2 separate regions of the Mus musculus genome follow, and region 2 is linked to region 1. A link is a contact called in public HiChIP or PLAC-seq data. All regions are on one chromosome and are shown on one strand. The core of a region is the stretch at or near the end of the contact, and the rest is flanking DNA. Distances in the headings are between cores, read along the strand shown.

Region 1 (4,851 bases), core at 466-2,965:
ATTCGGGAGGAACCTAAAAAGAAAGCCAGAAAGTCAGTGGCTCCATGTGCATGGTTAGAGTTCCTGTGTTTCAGAAATAGGACAGTGCAACAGACACTGGTATAACAGCAGCAGTCAGAGGACAGAAACGAGGAAGGAGGCTCTCCTGTCAGATCATCAGAAAATACCTAGCCAGCTGTTTGTTCAGAGAACGTTCAAGGAAAATGGACTTCAGACAAAGTGCTCAACCAGATCAGGACAGCAACACAGTTCAGCTTTAGGGTAACAAGTCAGATCTTCCATATCAACGCCACATCTTATCAGCGTTTAAGTCTTGGGGCCGGGGAAATGGCTGAGCTGGTACAGGATTTGCAGTGCAAGCAGCACAAGCATGCGAGCCCGAGGTCTGATTCCCAGCACCCATGGTAAAAGCTGAGCACGACAGCACATGCCCAGAACTCTGGTGCTGGGAAGGTGGAGACAGGCAGGTCTTCGGGGCTTGCTGGGCAACCAATTTAGCTGAACTGGGGAGTGCCAGGTCCAGGGAGCCCTGTTTTACACACCAGTCACGACTGAGTGAAAAAGTACCCATCCTGAGGACACGCCCAATACCCTGAGCGAAATGGCCCTGCTTCTATGCATGCACATGTGGACACATGGCTCTACCACATGTGACTACCTGTGCTGGTCTGACTAGGACTGGTCCCATAGTTTCATGTGTGTGAATGCTTGGCCATAGGGAGCGGCACTGTTAGGAGGGGTGGCCTTGTTGGAGGAAGTGTGTCAGTGTGGAGGTGGGCTCAAGTCTGGCCAGTGTGACAGTCTCTCCTTGCTGCCTCAGATCCAAATGTAGAACGCTCAGCTCCAGCACCATCTCTGCCTACACACTGCCATGTTTCCTGTCACAACAGCAACTGTAAGCTACCCCAAACTTTCCCTTTAGAAGAGTTGCTGTGGTCATGGTGTCTCTACAGCAATAGACCCTAACTAAGACACTACTGAAGCCACTGCCTCCCTAAAGCAGGTGACATTTAAGTACCTTCTCTCCCCAAATCTGCTTTACAGGACTTCTTTTAAAATTCTTTATTCCATCTAATTTGTATGTGGGTGTAGGGTCTGTCCTGCTGGGCAGGCTCCAGTTCTCACGCCTGATCAGGTCAGCCCGGGAGGCAGTCACCCTGACCACCGACTCTCTTCCCAGGCCCCATTTCTGAGCTCTTGACTCTGCTCCATGCTTCCTCAACTGTCCTAAGGCAGTCAGTGATTATATGGGAGTGGGAAAAAAGAAAGTTGAGATTTTAAGTCTCTAACCGTCTGGAGGAAAAGTGGTGGCTGAGCCTCTTCTAGGAGGAACAGAGGGTAGGTATCCTTTGTTGTGACAGTACACAGGAGCTCTGCACTCCCTTCCCTACAACACACTCACCTTTGACTCTTTTTTGTGTCCTCCTGCTAAGAGCTTCATAACCACAAAGTTGGGCTTGGCAACCTTCAGGATTCTACTGACCTGAAACAAGAAGAACACGAGCATCACAGCAGGAAGCTAAGTCTGCACAGAGGAGTGCCTCTGCCACTGCCGGACTGCAGCCAAGCACAGGGGTGTTCAGGGAGCCATGTAGTGGCTTCACCCGAGAGCAAAGCTCTCTTCAGTGAGCTGCTCATATCAGTCCTTAGACAACTTCTCTCACCCCATAAAAACTGCTTTGAGGACTGAGTCAGTGTACTCAGCCTTGTGCTGCACAAACAGTCGTGGGTCCACAGACAGGAAACAGCCCAGCTCTGCACTTCTCCATGCACACCCCTTAGGAGAGCATGGCTGTGTGTGAAGCTTAGAAACACTCCTGACGGACGGGCTGTCCTGTCCTCTCTGACAATTACTACTCTAAACACTGAACACAGGATCGATCATAGGAAAGCCAAGGTTTCCCTTAGGTAACCTTGAAGCTCCCACTGCTGCATTCCTGACCACTGTGGAGATAAACAAGGGCAGGATGGACGGGAGATGGATAGCAACCTGAACATCTAACAGGAAAGGGAGACAGAAGTTCAGACCTGAGACGCTGAGCAAGGGACCTGCCTGCCATGGGTGAGGGCAGCCTGGTAGTAGTTCCAGGCCAGTCTAAGCTACAGGATGAGACCTTATCTCAAAATATAAAAATAATGATGATGATAATTTGACATGTCAGAAGCCACACTGTGACCCTATAGATCAATTAACTCAGCTGCTCAGGCTAAAACCCTTCACGTCATCCTGTCTCCTTCCGCATCCCACATCAGGGCTGATTACCCACTGCACCGCTCACTGGACCACTGCTCCGGCTTCCTCCCACCTTTGCTGCACGGGTCAGTTTTAGCAGCACAGAATGGTCCTTTGTCACAAGTCAGAGCTGTCTGTCCACTGCTCACACTCCAACAGCTCCTCCCTCACTACCCACTCCAGCCACATGAGTCCCAAGTCCCTGGGGCTGTCCAAATACTCCAGGGACAGATAGGTCTGTCCTGCATGTGGGTCCTGGTCCATCCCTGAATGCCTATGTGACCTACTTCACCTTCTAGAATTTACTAAAATGGGTTATTTAAAATGGTTGGAGTTCTACACTCTGTACAATACATAATATGACTCCTACCGACCTGCCCTGAGCCCATACCAGCTATTTCTGCTATAATAGGTGCTTGGAAAGACTTTGAATAAATGAAGGAAATGTCTTCTGTTATTGAACCTCCTTCAAATTTCTGTAACTACCATTTTTATTAGCCAGAAGATATATTTTTTTTCTTTTTGAGACAGTGTCTTACTATGTAGCCCTGGTTGGCCCTGAACTCAGAGAGATCCTTCTGCCTCTGCGATCACGCCCCACTAGAATATGATTTTTTTATCTCTTTCCTACTCTCTTCTCCAAGGCATTCAACATCCCCTTAGAGCCTAAGGTACTATCATTAATCCTCTTTTAATGGAAGTGACTTGTTCATATAATACCCAGTCTTTTCAGCCAACCTTCAATGAAATGGCAGCGTACCATTCAGTTTTAACCCTTGCTATCTGAATCTCCTTGACCTTGTCGGTGACCAAATTACAGTTGTGCTGTTTGCAATGAAGACCTGCTATGCTGAGTATTCATCTTCGTTCATCTTCTACGTTGTGTGTGTGCACATGTGTTTATCTGCGGTGCTGTGTGTGACAGGCAAGCACACTCCATCTGAGCCCAGCACTGCTTGGTTCTGACAGACAATGCTAAATCACATGGCACTGAGAGTTGCATCAAGAGTTCCCTCAGTGACTTAGACATGTCAAGAGTAACTCCTCACTAACAGAGTAGATGTATCTCAGTTACACTGGGGATAATGCACATAATCAAACCATCAAATGCTTAAACCATGTTTGCTTTCAAAGTTTGCTCTTGTTGATCAGTCTTTTAATGCAATAGCCTTTTACTTCAAAATGGTCAAGTATAAAATGTTCTATAGTAACTGGATAGTTTTTCATATTTAAAATGTATAATGGAAACTGGGTATTATAGATTATGACCTAATCCTAACACTAGGGAGGCAGAGGGCAAGGGGATTACCAGGAGCTGAGAGGCCAGCCTGGACAAAAGAGTGAAGCCCTATGGTGGAGGGAAGAGACTTAAAATGGTTAACCTGGAATTCTTGCAATTTGACAGCCTGTCTGGTTGACTCATTATAGCTGACACCCCCAGTGGCAGGATGTATGCTTTCCCCAAGGACGTACAGTGAACCCACTCTTACTTACCTCACGGTCTGGATTGGGGATATTTTCAAGGATCATTTTTGCCTGCTGAAAGTGCTTACTAGCTGCCACATACAGCTCTGGAGACTGAGGAGGAGGGCTGTATTTATTGAGGTCAGACATTTCCTAAAAAGAAGGAATGATTTATCACAATATGTTTAATATAAACCTTCTGACTACCCATCCATACAGACTCTTTTTTTTTTATTAAGGATTTATTTATTTACTTTACATGTATACTTTATGAGTGCACTGTCACTGTCTTCAGACACACCAGAAAAGGGCATCCGATCTCATTACAGATGGTTGTGAGCCACCATGTGGTTGCTGGGATTTGAACTCGGGACCTCCAGAAAAGCAGTCAATGATCTTAACCACTGAGCCATCTCTCCAGCTCCCCAGACTCTTAAGCAAATGCTGAAAACATCTCAATCTGTGCCCATGTGACACAAAGTTCTTAACCCGTGTACCCCAAATCTCAATTATCCCCTTATCATCATCTTTAGCAGCAGTCCCACAGCCCGCAGGATGGGTGGCACCACCATGACCTCAGGCAGCAAGCTCACCTTGAACTGCAGGTAGTGCACTGGTGGCGGCGTCATCACACTGTTGAACGGTGCAAACCTGTGCTCATACCGGACCTGCTCACTGTCAAGCTCAAACTTGGGCTTGCGCACTTTGCCATCCATGTCAAAAGCGACCATCGTCTAAAGGTGAAGAGAATGCAAAAGCAACAAGAGTGACGAAGGTACCAGCAACTCATGTATGTAAGACGTTATCTCGGAAACCAGAAAAGCCCAGAGTAAACAGACTTCTCATCCGTTCTAACCAATGCACCATGATTTATACAAACAACCTTCCAGCCCCCAATCGGTTATCATACCAAGTGGTCAGTCCTAAAACCATATACATATAAGCACACACTAGTAACATATGGACTGACCAGGTTGTAGTTATATATTTAGGAATATACACGCATATACATATTGTGTGTGTGTAGCAAAGACACCATGAATTGGAAAGAGAGCAAGGGGGATACATGGGAGGAGTTAGAGGAAGACAATGATTGATACATTAATTATATTTTTTTTGATATATCATTAAAACTCCCAGGGGATTAATGACCC
Region 2 (5,215 bases), core at 695-3,194, 170 kb before region 1:
TTTGCATAAATTCTGTGTGCAGTCATGGGGAAATCTCACATTTTTAAACCCTCCCCTGCAGTTTCTCTGGCTCAGCTCTTCTGGCCAATTGCCTAACCTGCTGGAGTTCTAGGGGAGGAGAAAAGATTGAGAGAAGTGGTGTCTCCTCCTGGTGCCTCCCTCTCGCCCCTGAAACTCAGGCCAGCCACTTCAGTGATGGGGCCTCCCAGGGCGGAAGAGTGGAGGTAAGCTTGCCACACTGCAGGGCTGGCGGAGCGAGGTCCAGAGCGCTCACTTGCTCAGCCGCAAGCCTGTCTGTCAGAAGCTCCTGAGTTCCCCACAGCTCAGGAGCCACACTGACAACATCTTTCCTACCTCCAGTCACTGAGCAGCTAGGGAAGGGGCATCAGTTCCCTGAGACTCCGAAGCGTTGCTTTCAGCTCCTAACTGCTGCCCCACTCCTACCTGGGTTGTTTTTGTAAAGTGTTTAAAGCATGTAAGATGCATGATCCACTCTACTGTTGGTGTTACCTGCTTTATCTTGGAAAATCTAGTTTTAAGCATGATGAAACAGAAATGTATGAAGTGGTGGCTTTCTTTTTTCTCTCTCTCTTTTTGTTGCAGACCCCTATTCTGTTAAAAGAAATGTGGCAAGGACCCTGAATAACCAGCCTGTGTTTGAGTATATACTCCATTGTTTGAGGACAACATATAAATATTTCGCTCTTCCACACAAAGTTACAAAACCCAACCTCACAAAGCCTCCTAGCCCAGTCACCTGTGTTTCAGACCCTTACAGAGAAGCAAAAAATGGTGGCCCAGAACCCCAAGCAACAAATATTGATAAACTGGGAAATGCAGCTGTGGCTCAAGATCCTGGTGTTCAAACCTCAGGTGACTGCAGAGCACAGCTAGTTACTCTTAAGAATACCACTGAGGAGGTGGGAAGCCCAGCAAAGGAGAAGACAGGAGGTGTGCACATCCCAGCCCACCAGGAGAGCTCTGGCTGTGTCCAGGCAGAGGTCAGTTGTGAGGGTTTGGAGGATGCCACAGCAGAGCTTCCGGAAACAGGAAGTGACAACGAGGAAGTCAGAAGGAAGACCAAGCATCCTTTGAGCACTGATGACCAAGGTTTAAGCAGCAGCAAGCACCCAGAACTGCAGAACTGTGGCAGCCTGTGTGGTCTGCAGGCAGACAACACTCTGGAGTTAGTAGCTGAAGAGTGTAATAGCTGTGCCTCTTTGGACAACAAGGCTGAGGTCAATGAAGAGAGGATAGAAGGCGCTGAGGAACTAGAAGAAGCAGCAGCTCTGAGTTGCTTTTCCCCTTCAGTACAGAGTCGCACATCTGCAGCCATGCACTTTGATGATGAGGAGGAGGAGGAGGAAGAAGAGGAGGAAGAGGAGCCCAGGCTCAGCATTAACCTTACAGAAGATGAGGAGGGGGTTGCTAATGAGCATCAGGTGGACAGCAGGTATGCTGGGTCAGGTGAGGAGGATGCCCTCTCTGAAGAAGATGACTTGGCAGAGCCTGCTAAGGGTGAAGATACAGGAGAATGTGGAGAAAACGTGGGTGGGACTCTGCTCATAGACCTAAATAGAATAACACTTAAAGAAGAAAGCTTTCCTGAGGAAGATTTACCTGGGGACCAGTCTGAGTTCTTCTACGAATTTAGAAAACTGACCTTCACCAAAGGCAAGGTAATTGTTACTAATAGACTCTAATAACTCCAGTGGATAGTGTTTCTAGTTTTCTCTCTGTCACCTGTGAGCAATTGGCAGTGTGCTATTGCATGGATATGAAGTCTGAGGCCAACTTGAGGAAGTCAGTTTTCTCTTTTTCTTTCTTTTCTTTCTGTGGGTCCCAGGAATTGAACTGAGGTCTCCAGGCTTGGCACCAAGTGCCATTTACCAACTGAGCTACTTGTCAGCCCTGATTTCAGTTTCTATGAACTGGACCAGTAGCTTCCCGTTTGGTGTGGTTTAACCCATTTCTGTTCGTGCGCTGTGATTCCTGTCCCTCCTGATGGGGATGTTCATAGACGACAGACAGTTCGCTTCCCATTGCCGTCCCCAGAGTAGCATGTCCCATCTCAGGCCCTCAGAGTAGCTTTGTTTTAGCCTATATGTGTAGATGTGTAGATGTGCAAAGATTCACAGTCACTCATGTTTTGGTTCACCATCTCCCTGCAGTCCCCCACAGTAGTGTGCAGCTTGTGTAAGCGAGAAGGTCACCTAAAGAAGGACTGTCCTGAGGACTTCAAGAGGGTCCAGCTGGAGCCGTTGCCACCCCTGACACCCAAGTTCTCAAACATCTTAGATCAAGTCTGCGTCCAGTGTTACAGTAAGTGTTCTGTGTTCACCTGATGCGCCACAGTGGGTGACACTCAGGAGTCATCAGAGGTGCTGCCAGCCTCACAGTTAGTACTCTGAGGATTGCAGACAGTGTGTTGTGAGCATAGGCACCTACCACCCCTCCCCCAGCTCCTCCTACAGCCACTCCCTCTCCTCACCCTAACCGACTGAATCCAGGCCTTGCTGCAGGTAGACTCATGGATGTGGGGGCCATCCACTGTCAGCTCCCCACCCCATCCCCCATGCTAGAATAGTGACAGGCTTGGTCTTGCAGGCAGCTTCAGCTGCTGTGTGAGTGCATGAGAGCAGCAGTCCTCTTGTGCCTAATACCCCTTGGCCCCAGGCTCTCAGGCCATAGGGATGCTCCCTTTTCTGTGATGGTGTCTCTACCTGGAGGGAAAGAATACTTTGAACAGCCCGCATGCAAGCTCTTTAGGGAACATCCATTTGAGGAAGCACTGGTGCTCAGAGAAGTTTCATTTCTATTTCTGAAGAGGCCTGCTGCTGCTTAGCCTGGATGTGCTCAGGGCCCCTCCCTGACTGGTACTTAAGCTCCCTGCCCCCCAGGAGGCTCCCTCCCTGAAGCTGCCATCAAAATTGCCTCCTGGATCCTGGGATTACAGGCAGGCACCATCATGTCCAACCTAATCCCTCCTACCCTCTCTTCCTACTAGGGTCTCCCTCTGTTACTGAATTTTTGGGTCCAAACAACCTGCCTCTGCCTCAGCCTCCCAAATATTCAGGACATATACTACTGTGTTTAGCTACTATTGACATTTTTCGTTTTATTAAGCTTTTTCAGATGTTAAGGAAGAAAACTGGGCTTCCCATTAAAAACAGAATAACCCACAGACACCTCTGCTCCCTTTCTAGAGGATCCTGACAGCCAGGGCTAGAGCCCTTGCCCCAGTTGGTTTCCATTTCAAGAGCAGTTCTTGGGGTTAGACTCATTTGAGGCAGGGTGTTCTGTGTGTCCCTGGCTGGCTTGGACCTCACAGTGATGCCCTCCTCTGCCTCCCAGTGCTGGGATTACACCTGTGTTCCACAGGATTGGGACAGGTGCTATTTGTTTTTATTGCTAGCACTGTCTGTTGAGAAGGATAAAAATCTGGTTTTTGAAGCTTGTAAGTTTTCTTTTTCTAAAAACTATATTTTGTTTTTAGCTTTTTTGAGAAATGTCAACTTTTAAAGCCACTCCCCTACTCATTATACCTATCTGTTTTTAAACAGAGGATTTTTCTCCAACTATTGTAGAAGATCAGGCTCGTGAACATATCCGGCAAAATCTAGAAAGTTTCATAAAACAGGATTTTCCAGGTAAATAATTTTTTTTTTCCTCTTTAGGAAAAGAAAGGTAACATACGTATTCCAGGCATATTAACTTCACAGCTTACCTAATTACCAATAGGAAGATGGCAGTGTGGGATCACCCAGGCCATAAGAGGTGAATTCACTGGGGACTGCAGTTAAGTCATGCACACTTACAGGAGCAGGAGAAGTGGCTTGCAGACACTCTGACCTCTGAGTGTGTGCACTTGTGTATTGAGCCACACACAAAGGTAAAAACCAATCTTCTAAAGTACGTAGGAAGCATTGCTCTTAGAGTATGAAATGTCATAGGATGGCCTACATCTTTCCTCGAAACATCCTTGCATTTTGGCATAAAGTGATGTCCACTATTCTTTCATGTCATATACAGCTGTGTATTTAAGTAAACTAAGGGAATCATTAAGAATCAATGTGTAGTGAAAAAGATGCTGAGGCAGGCAAGATGGCTCAACAGATAAATGACCTTCCTGCCAAGCCTGGTCCCTGACTTCACCGCTCAGATAATGGAAGGAAAACCCAACTCCTGCATGTTTATGTTGTCCTCTGACCTCCTTATGCACACATGCTGACACAATAAATAAATAAGTGAATAATTGTTATAAAATATTTGAAGACCTTAATTACAAGAGGATAGTTAGCAATTGGTATTTTGGATTCATGAAAGGGCCATTTTTTAAATAAAAACTAATTACATGTACTCAGGTAATGAGCTATTACTTGTCATCTGTCCCTAACAGGAACTAAATTGAGCTTGTTTGGCTCCTCCAAAAATGGATTTGGGTTCAAACAGAGTGACCTTGACGTCTGTATGACGATTAACGGACATGAGACTGCTGAGGTACGGTTGCCACGTGAACACACATGTGCTGTGAGCATGTGGTTAGCGCCGTCCTCACTGGCAGAACTGCGAGGCATCTGGAATGTACGGGGCATTCCACATGCAGTGCACCAGGAAGCACAGCCTCTGGCTTCTGCGCTGACATTCTTGGAGGGGGTGTGAAGAGTAGAACAAAGCTCTGGCTGGGCATGGGTGGTGCACACCTGTGGTCCCAGCTCCTGGGAGCCTCATGAAGGAGGTTTGCTAGAAGTTCAAGGTCAGCCTGGGCTGCCTAGCAAGAGCCTGTCTCACCAAAAAAACAACACACACACATACACACAGAGACTGGATAGCTTTAAAGGGGCTTTTCCAGTGTAGTACAGATTGGACTAGATTCCGTGAAGCTAGACCACCTTCACCAGTGCCCATTGGCTTGGCTACTAGACCAGTACACCTACCTATCCCCCGTTACCTGTGATGTCGGTTTGCTTGTCCGTGGTGAGTATTAGCTTTATAGCTCAGGACCTGCATTTGAGACAAACTTGGTCTTACTAGCACCAAAACATGTGTCCTTTGGTAGATAACAGAAGGAATAATTTCTGTTCCCTTCTGCTTTGAGAAATTCTGTAATTGGGTGGCTTTGATCGTGTGTATCAGGAGGCAGCAGAGAGGAGACTTTGTTAAGATGCAGCTCAGAGCCTGCTTGTGGGGGTGGGGGTGATTTGTTCCTCTCTCC

What was found. HiChIP or PLAC-seq counts read pairs in DNA pulled down with a chosen protein or histone mark.
Region 2: an H3K27ac HiChIP or PLAC-seq map of microglia shows a contact between it and region 1, with 3 times the contacts expected there. The contact joins two enhancer-like sites. A contact is called at or near these places in 1 of 39 promoter capture datasets (embryonic stem cells), 21 of 484 Hi-C or Micro-C datasets (3T3-L1-derived adipocytes, the AML12 cell line, CD4 T cells and 7 more), 3 of 115 datasets of contacts at active chromatin or transcription factors (embryonic stem cells and microglia) and 4 of 9 other capture datasets (adipose tissue, embryonic stem cells, liver and 1 more).

Annotation. Positions count from the first base shown.
Region 1 is chr13:59,629,580-59,634,430 of GRCm38.p6, reverse strand. It overlaps Naa35 (N(alpha)-acetyltransferase 35, NatC auxiliary subunit), which reads right to left. Exons shown (of 23, transcript NM_030153.2): 20 at 4,291-4,431; 21 at 3,728-3,850; 22 at 1,403-1,483; 23 at 1-13. Among named protein-coding and RNA genes, the nearest start is that of Golm1, 44 kb to the left of the region's middle. Within about 2 kb of position 1,715, at least 10 of the 459 cell types and tissues checked have an H3K27ac peak or open chromatin away from gene starts, as enhancers often do. A contact at or near this core is called in microglia, where this site is marked.
Region 2 is chr13:59,796,105-59,801,319 of GRCm38.p6, reverse strand. It overlaps Tut7 (terminal uridylyl transferase 7), which reads left to right. Exons shown (of 27, transcript NM_001373962.1): 13 at 604-1,679; 14 at 2,172-2,322; 15 at 3,564-3,650; 16 at 4,400-4,500. Among named protein-coding and RNA genes, the nearest start is that of Tut7, 24 kb to the left of the region's middle. Within about 2 kb of position 1,944, at least 10 of the 459 cell types and tissues checked have an H3K27ac peak or open chromatin away from gene starts, as enhancers often do. A contact at or near this core is called in microglia, where this site is marked.